Regions from separate parts of the Gossypium hirsutum genome. Here region 1 is linked to region 2. The links are chromatin contacts, called in public Hi-C maps. All regions are on one chromosome and are shown on one strand. Each heading gives the region's core, a stretch centred on a gene start, on an enhancer-like site or on the middle of the called end of the contact. The rest is flanking DNA. Distances are from core to core; before and after follow the strand shown.

Region 1 (3,979 bases), core at 1,429-3,928, 45 kb after region 2:
CTATTTGATCCAATCGTAAAATATATTATATCTTAATTAAGACAATTTGAAATTGAATCTAGACATGATATTGTTAAAAAATATAATCATTAACTTTGAAAAAAATTAATTTTCACGTAAAATAGAAAAATATTTTAGTTCTTCTCGATTTGGCTCGATTGTTTTCGATTATTTGTTTAGTGTATTTTATATTGGATTGATTCTACTTTGAAGCTGGTTGGACATATCTTCGTTTAATACTCTATTTGTAATTGTAATCCTATAAAAAAATATTGTATGCTAAAAAAAAAAATTTAATTCTTGATTTACTCCCTTTATTGAAATTTGAGATTTTATTGCTCTACTTTAGTTTAATATGGTTTTATTTTTACAATTTTATTAGTATATCTAAATTGATAATCGTATTAATTACCGCTTTTAAAAGGAGAGTATATTAATATTTAAAAGAATGAGTTTTTAAATATTTATTTACTCTTATAAAACAATTGCCAACCTCTGATCCCGCTTGTGGAGTCCAAAATCTTCACGGGTAGTGCACCAAATATTTTCTCAAAAAACAATAGTTAAAAGTGTTGAACATGTATGAAGCTAGGTGCAGGGATAAGAGTAGGACCTTGGAGCCCAAAAATTTATAAAATGACTCTGAAATATTCGAAAGTTTTCATTGAAGTTGTCACTAGGTTGTTGAAATCATTGTTGCATGACCTTGTTCGTTTGCATTGCCTACATCAATCGAAAGTTCTCATTTCACTTCTGTTCTACAGTTATGAAACAACTTTAAATATAATGAAACTGTGAATCAAAATTCAAACACCTTTCTTCGATTTCTGACACTAACCATCATATCGACTTGAATATAAAGTATGTTCTTTTACTCGTTGATAGGCATTGATCCATTGTACCGATTGTTGAATCATCGCTTAGAGCTCACTAACTAGACTTTAAAAAATAAAATTAACAGCTTAGTGACTACATGAAAACTTTTGAATAGTTTAATGACCATTTTATAACTTTTTGAAGTTGAATGACAATTTAGTAGCCATGGGTGGAGTTTGCCCAAATTAATAATAGCATTTTTAATTCTTTATTTAAATGAAAAAAATGCAATTTTAGTCCCTCTCAAAAAATAGTAATTTAATTGAAGTCCTTTAGCCCTTTGGTAAAAATGAAAATTATCATTTTTCCTCCCAAAGATTTAATATTTTAATTTAATCCCCTTTAATACAAAAGTTTTAGCTTTTGCATCCCTCAAATTTTACTATTTTATGCCAACCCCCAACATAAAATTCTTGACTTCGCCCCTTATTATAAAAAAAAGAAAAAAAGAAGATGAAATATGAAAAATTAAAGCTGAAAAATTACCCAACTAAGTAATAACATAGCTAGCCCCTACAACATTGCATATTCTTAGAGATTGTGAGTTCAAGCCTCCTTATGCGAGAGTATATCAGGTAAAGGGTTTGAAGGATTAAATTACAAAATCAACATAGTAAAGGGACTAAAACTAGAATTATACCAAACAAAAATTAAATTATCGAGAATGATGATAACAAAATGAATTGAATGGCTTGGGAACAAGATTGAGGATGATGCTCCGTACAGATTGTGGCAGCCAGTTTTGTTTTTATTTTCTCATAAGGCTAAAAGCATACATAGCTAAATAGCCCCTCTCAGTTTCAGATCATATATATGTTTCAGATCATATATATACATATTGGATTATTATATGCATTCAAAGCTGTCAGCGTCCAGAATCTAACGTGAGTATCTTTAGTCCAATTTTGCTAGTATAATTATTATTTAAAAACACAATATAATAAACCATGATATTGATATATGATAGGGTGTACAATGCCATTTGCTAAAAGCCTAAGCCGTGAGTATTTTGTCTGCAAATTTGTCTTTTCTTCGACTCTAACACATCTCCTCTTTGTCTAGTCTCCATTTTCCACCGTACAACCCTAATGTTATATCATATTACTGAATCCATGCAATTCTTGCAGTTCATGTGTTTATCTTCTTGTATCAGTTTTGCTCAGCCATTTTTGACTTTTTCTGATTTTTTTGACTAATTTTATCTTCATAATTCGATCATAACGTCTGGATCGAGTTAAAAAGGTTACAGAACTAAACTCTTTATCACTCGACCGGTTGGTCCCGGTACTTTTTTTTCCTTTGGTGGACTCTTATTTTACTGGGTTGAGTCTATTTAACTTTCCTCTTTTATGTTGAGGCCTAATCTGTTTTTCAATGCACTTGGGTCAAGCCCATTGTTGGCCCAATTCAGATAGTAAAGAATAACTCCATAAGTCCATTGTTGGTCCAATTTTCAAAACTTTGGGTTTAAATGATCATCCCACTTTTTGAGTCCATTTCATCAATTTTTTTTATCTAAAATTATTTGTAGGAGAGTTTAGTCGGTGGATTCGGTTAAAAAAATTTAAAATGTAATTTGATCGTTTAGAATAATACTTTAGCTTACTAATTGACCATTTAGGTTTTAATCGATGTAATCAACTTCACGATATTTGGTTTGATCGGTTAAGTCAATTAAATCGAATAAGCTTAGATTTTGATTTTGATTAAAATTTTATATAAAAGAGATATGGGGAAGGGGGCTGGGTTGCCAAACTGAACTTGTTTGCTCCCATGTGGTAATCTAGGCATGCTCTTTTTGCTAGGTTATTGGGCCTAATGGTTAGGTTCACTTTTAACTGTACAACCCGTTTGCTTTTTTGAGCTTTGTTTTGGAATTAATAAATAAAACCCAGTTGATTGTCTCAAAAAAAATATTTTTTTATATATTAAAAAATAGCTAAAGACAACTGATTTGATTCTGCTAATTTATAATTAATAATTGAGTGACATAATTTATTTTAACCTATTACAAAACTATCGTAGCCATTATAACTAACTTGACTGAACTTATTCTATCGAAAACCTTTGGTTAATTGAATAAAAGCTAGTTTAGCATTACTTTTCAAAAATCAATAATTTTGTTATTGACTTTATCTATTCATCTTTATTAATTTTAATATAACAATAAAAATATTTCAAGCAAGATGTTAATTTTGATGTCTCAAGTTTTTGGTATAACAATATTAACTAAGTCATTTAGTGTTCAAACTGTTTTAAAGCATTTCAAAGACTTATAAAATACTCAAAAACATGTTTCTAATGATTTGAATTTATCCATATATTCTTTAGTAAATACCAAAATGTTTTAAGTGTTTAAATCCATTTTAAACAAGTTTGGGGCATAGTTTCGATACATAAGCAAAACTGTAAAACCCTAGATAGTAGTGTTACAACAAACCTAAAAGTATTGATACTTCTGGAGTTGTATCGGTACTAGCCTAGTTGTGGCGATACCATTGCCTTCCAACGACTATAGTTTTTTAGTAGTATCAGTTCAAGTTCATCTGCAACTGCAGTTAATGTACAAATTGAGTGATGCAATAACTCTAAGTCTTACCCAACGACTATAAATATTTACAAACTCATTCCCTTAGTATAAATACACGCCAAAGACACATCAAAAAAAAAAAGAGAAATATCCAAGCATAAAACACAAGGGAATTAACTTCAACTCTTCATTTTCTTCATCATTTCTCTTATACATATTTCATTAAGAGCTTGCTGCAATATCTTTTCTTACTCTCAAATCTTTGTATTTAGAGTCTCATTTGCAAACACACCTACTTGAGGTTCATTGTTAGTTTGCTCATCTTCTCCTTGTTTGTAAAGAGTATACTTAAGGTTTTTGAAGTATAAAACCTTAAAGAGGCGTTTGGTTATCTTAGATTGCATTCCGTAATAGAATTATGGGAATGTAAGAGTATAAGTAGAATGTGAGATTACTTTATTTAGTTCATTTGCCTAGGAATTTAATATTCAAGTGTTTGGTTTATGGAAAGTAAAATTACCTAAAAGCAAATTTTACTATATTGTCCTTGTTATAAAATATAGACTCATTAAC
Region 2 (4,160 bases), core at 1,072-3,571:
GGGTTTTAGGGTTAAGATTGGAGCAAAAGAGTATGGAATCTGATCAAGCCAAACTGTTTGTGGGAGGGATATCTCGGGAGACAAGTGAAGCTATTCTCACGGATCATTTCAGCAAATACGGCAACGTCGTTAGCTCTGTCGTAGCTAAAGACAAGAACACCAAAAGCCCTCGTGGTTTCGGCTTTGTGTTGTTCTCTGAACCTTCTTCAGCTGATAAAGCTCTTCAAGCTACCCATGTAATTCTTGGTAGAACGGTCAGTTCAAAGCTTATCTTTCAGTTAATTTATATCTCTGTAATCTGTTAATTGATTTAGAGTAAAGTTTTTAATTTGTTTAGAGATAGGATAGCAAGGCATCTATGTTTTTTTTGGGTTGTTTGATTATGGTTATTGCTTGGGTTTTTTAGGTAGAAGTGAAAAAGGCAATACCCCGAAGCGAACAAAACCAAATTCAGCGACAACAGCACCACAATTCGAATGAACAGCCGAGTAGGAATGGTGGTAGTGAACCTGTTGATAGCAATAATCACTTTAGGACTAAAAAGATCTTCGTAGGGGGTTTATCCGCTAGTCTAACCGAGGAAGAGTTTAAGAATTACTTTGAAAGATTCGGTAGAATAACCGACGTAGTTGTGATGCATGACAGCTTGACTAACAGGCCTAGAGGATTCGGGTTTGTTACTTTCGAATCGGAAGAGGCTGTGGAGAATGTTATGCAGAAGAGTTTTCATGAGTTGAGTAATAGGCTTGTGGAAGTCAAACGTGCAGTGCCAAAAGAAGGGAATAATGGTGGTAACAATGGTTATAACATGAAGGCTGGTGTTGTACCGGTATCACCATATAATGGTTTTCAGCCTTTTGATTACGTTCCCGGTAGTCCTGGATATGGTATGTTCCCTGGTTATGCTCCTCTTATTGGGTATAATACCATTGATGGATATGTTTACGGAAGTGGTGTTTATGGCAATGGGTACCCAACCGTTGGATATGGTAGGATAGGTTATGGTGTCCCTCCAGTTACTCCGAGGGGTTCTTTTTATGCCCCTGTAATGCTTGGACCAAGACTTTGCCCGCCACCTTATGGAACTGCATCTGCCTATCCCCCTTGCATGAACAATGGGGTTGGTCTAGTGGGTACAGTGACTGGTGGGTTCAATGGGATTACTGGGAACGCAGTTGATGGAAAATCAAATCAAGTTAATGATGACTCTCGAGATCCACCTACAAATGCCATGCCACCTCAGACCGAAGGAGCAAACTATGATGGTGAGGGTTTAAAGGAATGCAACGCCGGTGCTTCTAGCGAACAGGATCAGAAACATCATGACGGAGAACTTGAGCCTTTATATGTTGATGCTTCAAGATGATCACTCGGCACATTTGGGGGTTCGAACTTTGAAGGGTTAGTGAATTTTTTTAACTAAACAGGCTTAGGAAAAGTTTAACCATGATTTGGTCCATTTCCACTTTTAGACGTAATGTTGTGCCATAACCATGCCCGGCAGTGCTCATATATATATATTGTGTTTAGATTATGATGATTTGTCCGTACAGAAATCAGGGTATCATGTAATTCTAATTTCTCTTTGTGCAGTTTCACTACTCTGTCAGGCAATGTTAATAATGAAGCTATGTTTTTTTTATTCAACTGGTTTTTATTGGTTGGCTAAATTTAAAAAACTAATTCAAATATAAAATACATGGTTTTGATATTGGTCGGCTTTTTCAACCCTTCTTGGGCCTTATTGTTAGGTGATCCGACTCAAAATGACTTGAAATTACTCATAATCAAAATGTTTTTGGTCCAAAATTACTTAGGTAAATGAAATAACCCAAATCTAACTCAAAATGGGAACTTAAAATTGGAACCTAAAATTATCAAAATCCAAAATAAAACAACTGGAATCCGATTTAGCCACAAAAACAATTGGAACTTGAAATGTTCCTTAATGAGACCAAGTGTCAACAAAAGGTAGGAGTGAAGAGCCATCAAAGATGAAAGAGAAGATAAAAAGGAAAGAGAAAGGAGAAAGGTGGAGAAGCCTGTGTTCTAGTATCCATCTCCGTCTCCTTTGTGCTATTGGGTTATATAGTCAGTCACTTATTGTTTCGTAGTGCCACGTGATGGGTCGCATTGGGAGGTTGGAGGTTAGATGCCAAACGAATATGACTGGTGTCATGGTATGTCTTGTGTAATCTTGTTTGCGTCCTAAGCTGTCCCAAGTTATTTTGTATTGACATTGTTATCCCTTGTTATGATGAGTGAGTCTGGTCGTCATACAGGTTATCAGTCGAGGGGTTCTTAACGAAGGCTGTTAGCCTATGAATTTTCACGAGGGGTTCCCAACGAAAAATCTTCAGTCGAGAGGTGCCTTATGAAAGGTCTTCAGTTAAGAAGTTTCCAACAAAATACTGTCATAGTAGGCTTAAAGAAACTATAATAACAATTCCATTTGTATAACATTCCTAATCAATCCATTCCCAGTACCTTATCATTATTATCCCATTGGTTGAATTTGGATTTCTAGCTCTGGAAAGTAATGCTGCCATTTGTTAAAAAAAAAAAAAACCTTTTCCAAATGCTAAATCAAGCTTCTGGCTTGGAGGGATCTATATAGATTTCCTTTGATGGGTTTGGACCAATCAAACAGACGGCTGAGATAAAACGAAAAAAAACCGAGAAAAAAACAGAAAAATTATTTCTTTAATTTCAGCTCTCCAGAAAGTGGTGAGAAAATATCAACGCCAGCATTTTCCCTTGATTTTTTTTTGTAATAAATGCCCTTTTTGGGAATCCAAAAAAGAACCCAACACAAAACCGAAAGAAGCTCAAACATGTTTCTGATAAGCTGTCCAAGCGGAGCATTGTCGGCTAAAAAATGTTCACTCAAATTCACTGTCCCAATTAAACCTTCAATTTCCAATTCCTCAATCCATAAAAGACCCAAATTCATCCCTTCAAGAAATCCACGAAAACCCCTTCAAATCACTCTCGCCAAGGCTGAAGGAGGCCTAGACTCTGCCCCTAAACAATCTTCCCCTCCTCCTCCTCCTTTCAACAATAGCGACGACACCGTTTTCGTTGGTCAAGATGATGTCCCTTTGGAAGGTGTTATCCAGTTCGAAAAACCCAGTTCTTCTTCTTCTCATCTTTCCAAATGGGGGTAACTAAAAGCTTTTTCTTTTTCCTTTTATTTTTAAAATTTATTTTTTTATTCTTTTAATTGTTTGGATTGTTATGTGACAGTCGAGTGGCTTTGCTTGCTGGTGGGGATGTGTTGGCTTTGCTTTTGTTTTCTGCAATCGGAAGATATAACCATGGTCTCCCCATTTTTGCAATGGATACAATACGTACAGCTGACCCTTTCTTGGCTGGTATTCTTTTAACTTTTACATTTCACTGTAATTTAATCATATTGGGCCAATTGAGTGTTAGCTCGGTTGCCTTTGGCAATCTTGCCCTTGCAAGAGGAAATGGGTTCAGGCTTGATCAAAGGTATCATGAGTATTCCTACACATTGTATAAAAAGTTATATTGTAGGTATGGAGGCCCTTGTACTAGGATCCAAATTGCCAAATTGGTCCTTTCTGTAAAATATTCATTTATTTCTATTGTTAAAATTTTAATTTATTTTTACCGTATTGAAAAGCCTGAACGTTATAGATGGCATATTAAATGTATATCATTTTAGCATATAAGGACCAATTTTTTATATTAGAAATCGATATAATTTTTATAAGAAGGACCGATTTGCTCTTTGATCTAATGTATAAAGACTAATTTGCTCATTTTTTGAGTTGAGGGGGTAAAATGCAATCCATCTCCTAGTACAAGGGCCTCTATGATACTTTTACACATATTGTATTAATCAAAGACTAATTACCATTTAGGTTTTAATTGTCGGTTCATACTTGACATGTGACATATGTAAAACATGTAAGATCTAATTGTAAATAAGTACGTATTAAGAAGACAAACAATATTGAAACAAATTTAAGAAGCTTATTTTTTTAACACATCAAATACAAGTTATACATGTTGTGGGTACACATTTATAATTTGATGTCTAAATATGCTTCATGTTAGACTTGAGTTGACACTTACTGATTTACACTCAAGCTAATAGCGAGACTGATGGAAGGACGTGATTGGTATGGTAC

Evidence for each region. A called contact is a pair of places that touch in the nucleus more often than the background predicts.
Region 1: a contact with region 2 is called in a Hi-C map of leaf, with 4 times the contacts expected there. The contact joins the enhancer-like site here to the promoter of LOC107930590 in region 2. A contact is called at or near these places in 10 of 34 Hi-C or Micro-C datasets (cotyledon, hypocotyl and leaf).

Annotation. Positions count from the first base shown.
Region 1 is chrA06:2,850,818-2,854,796 of Gossypium_hirsutum_v2.1, forward strand. No RefSeq gene overlaps it. Among protein-coding and RNA genes, the nearest start is that of LOC107930619, 17 kb to the left of the region's middle. Within about 2 kb of position 2,679, at least 3 of the 9 cell types and tissues checked have an H3K27ac peak or open chromatin away from gene starts, as enhancers often do. A contact at or near this core is called in hypocotyl and leaf, where this site is marked.
Region 2 is chrA06:2,806,191-2,810,350 of Gossypium_hirsutum_v2.1, forward strand. It overlaps LOC107930590, which reads left to right and starts at 2,322. Exons shown (of 5, transcript XM_016862256.2): 1 at 2,322-3,163; 2 at 3,247-3,374. The coding sequence starts at 2,778. LOC107930589 (RNA-binding protein 1) reads left to right here. Exons shown (of 3, transcript XM_041114852.1): 2 at 1-254; 3 at 407-1,642. The coding sequence starts at 33. The coding sequence ends at 1,366.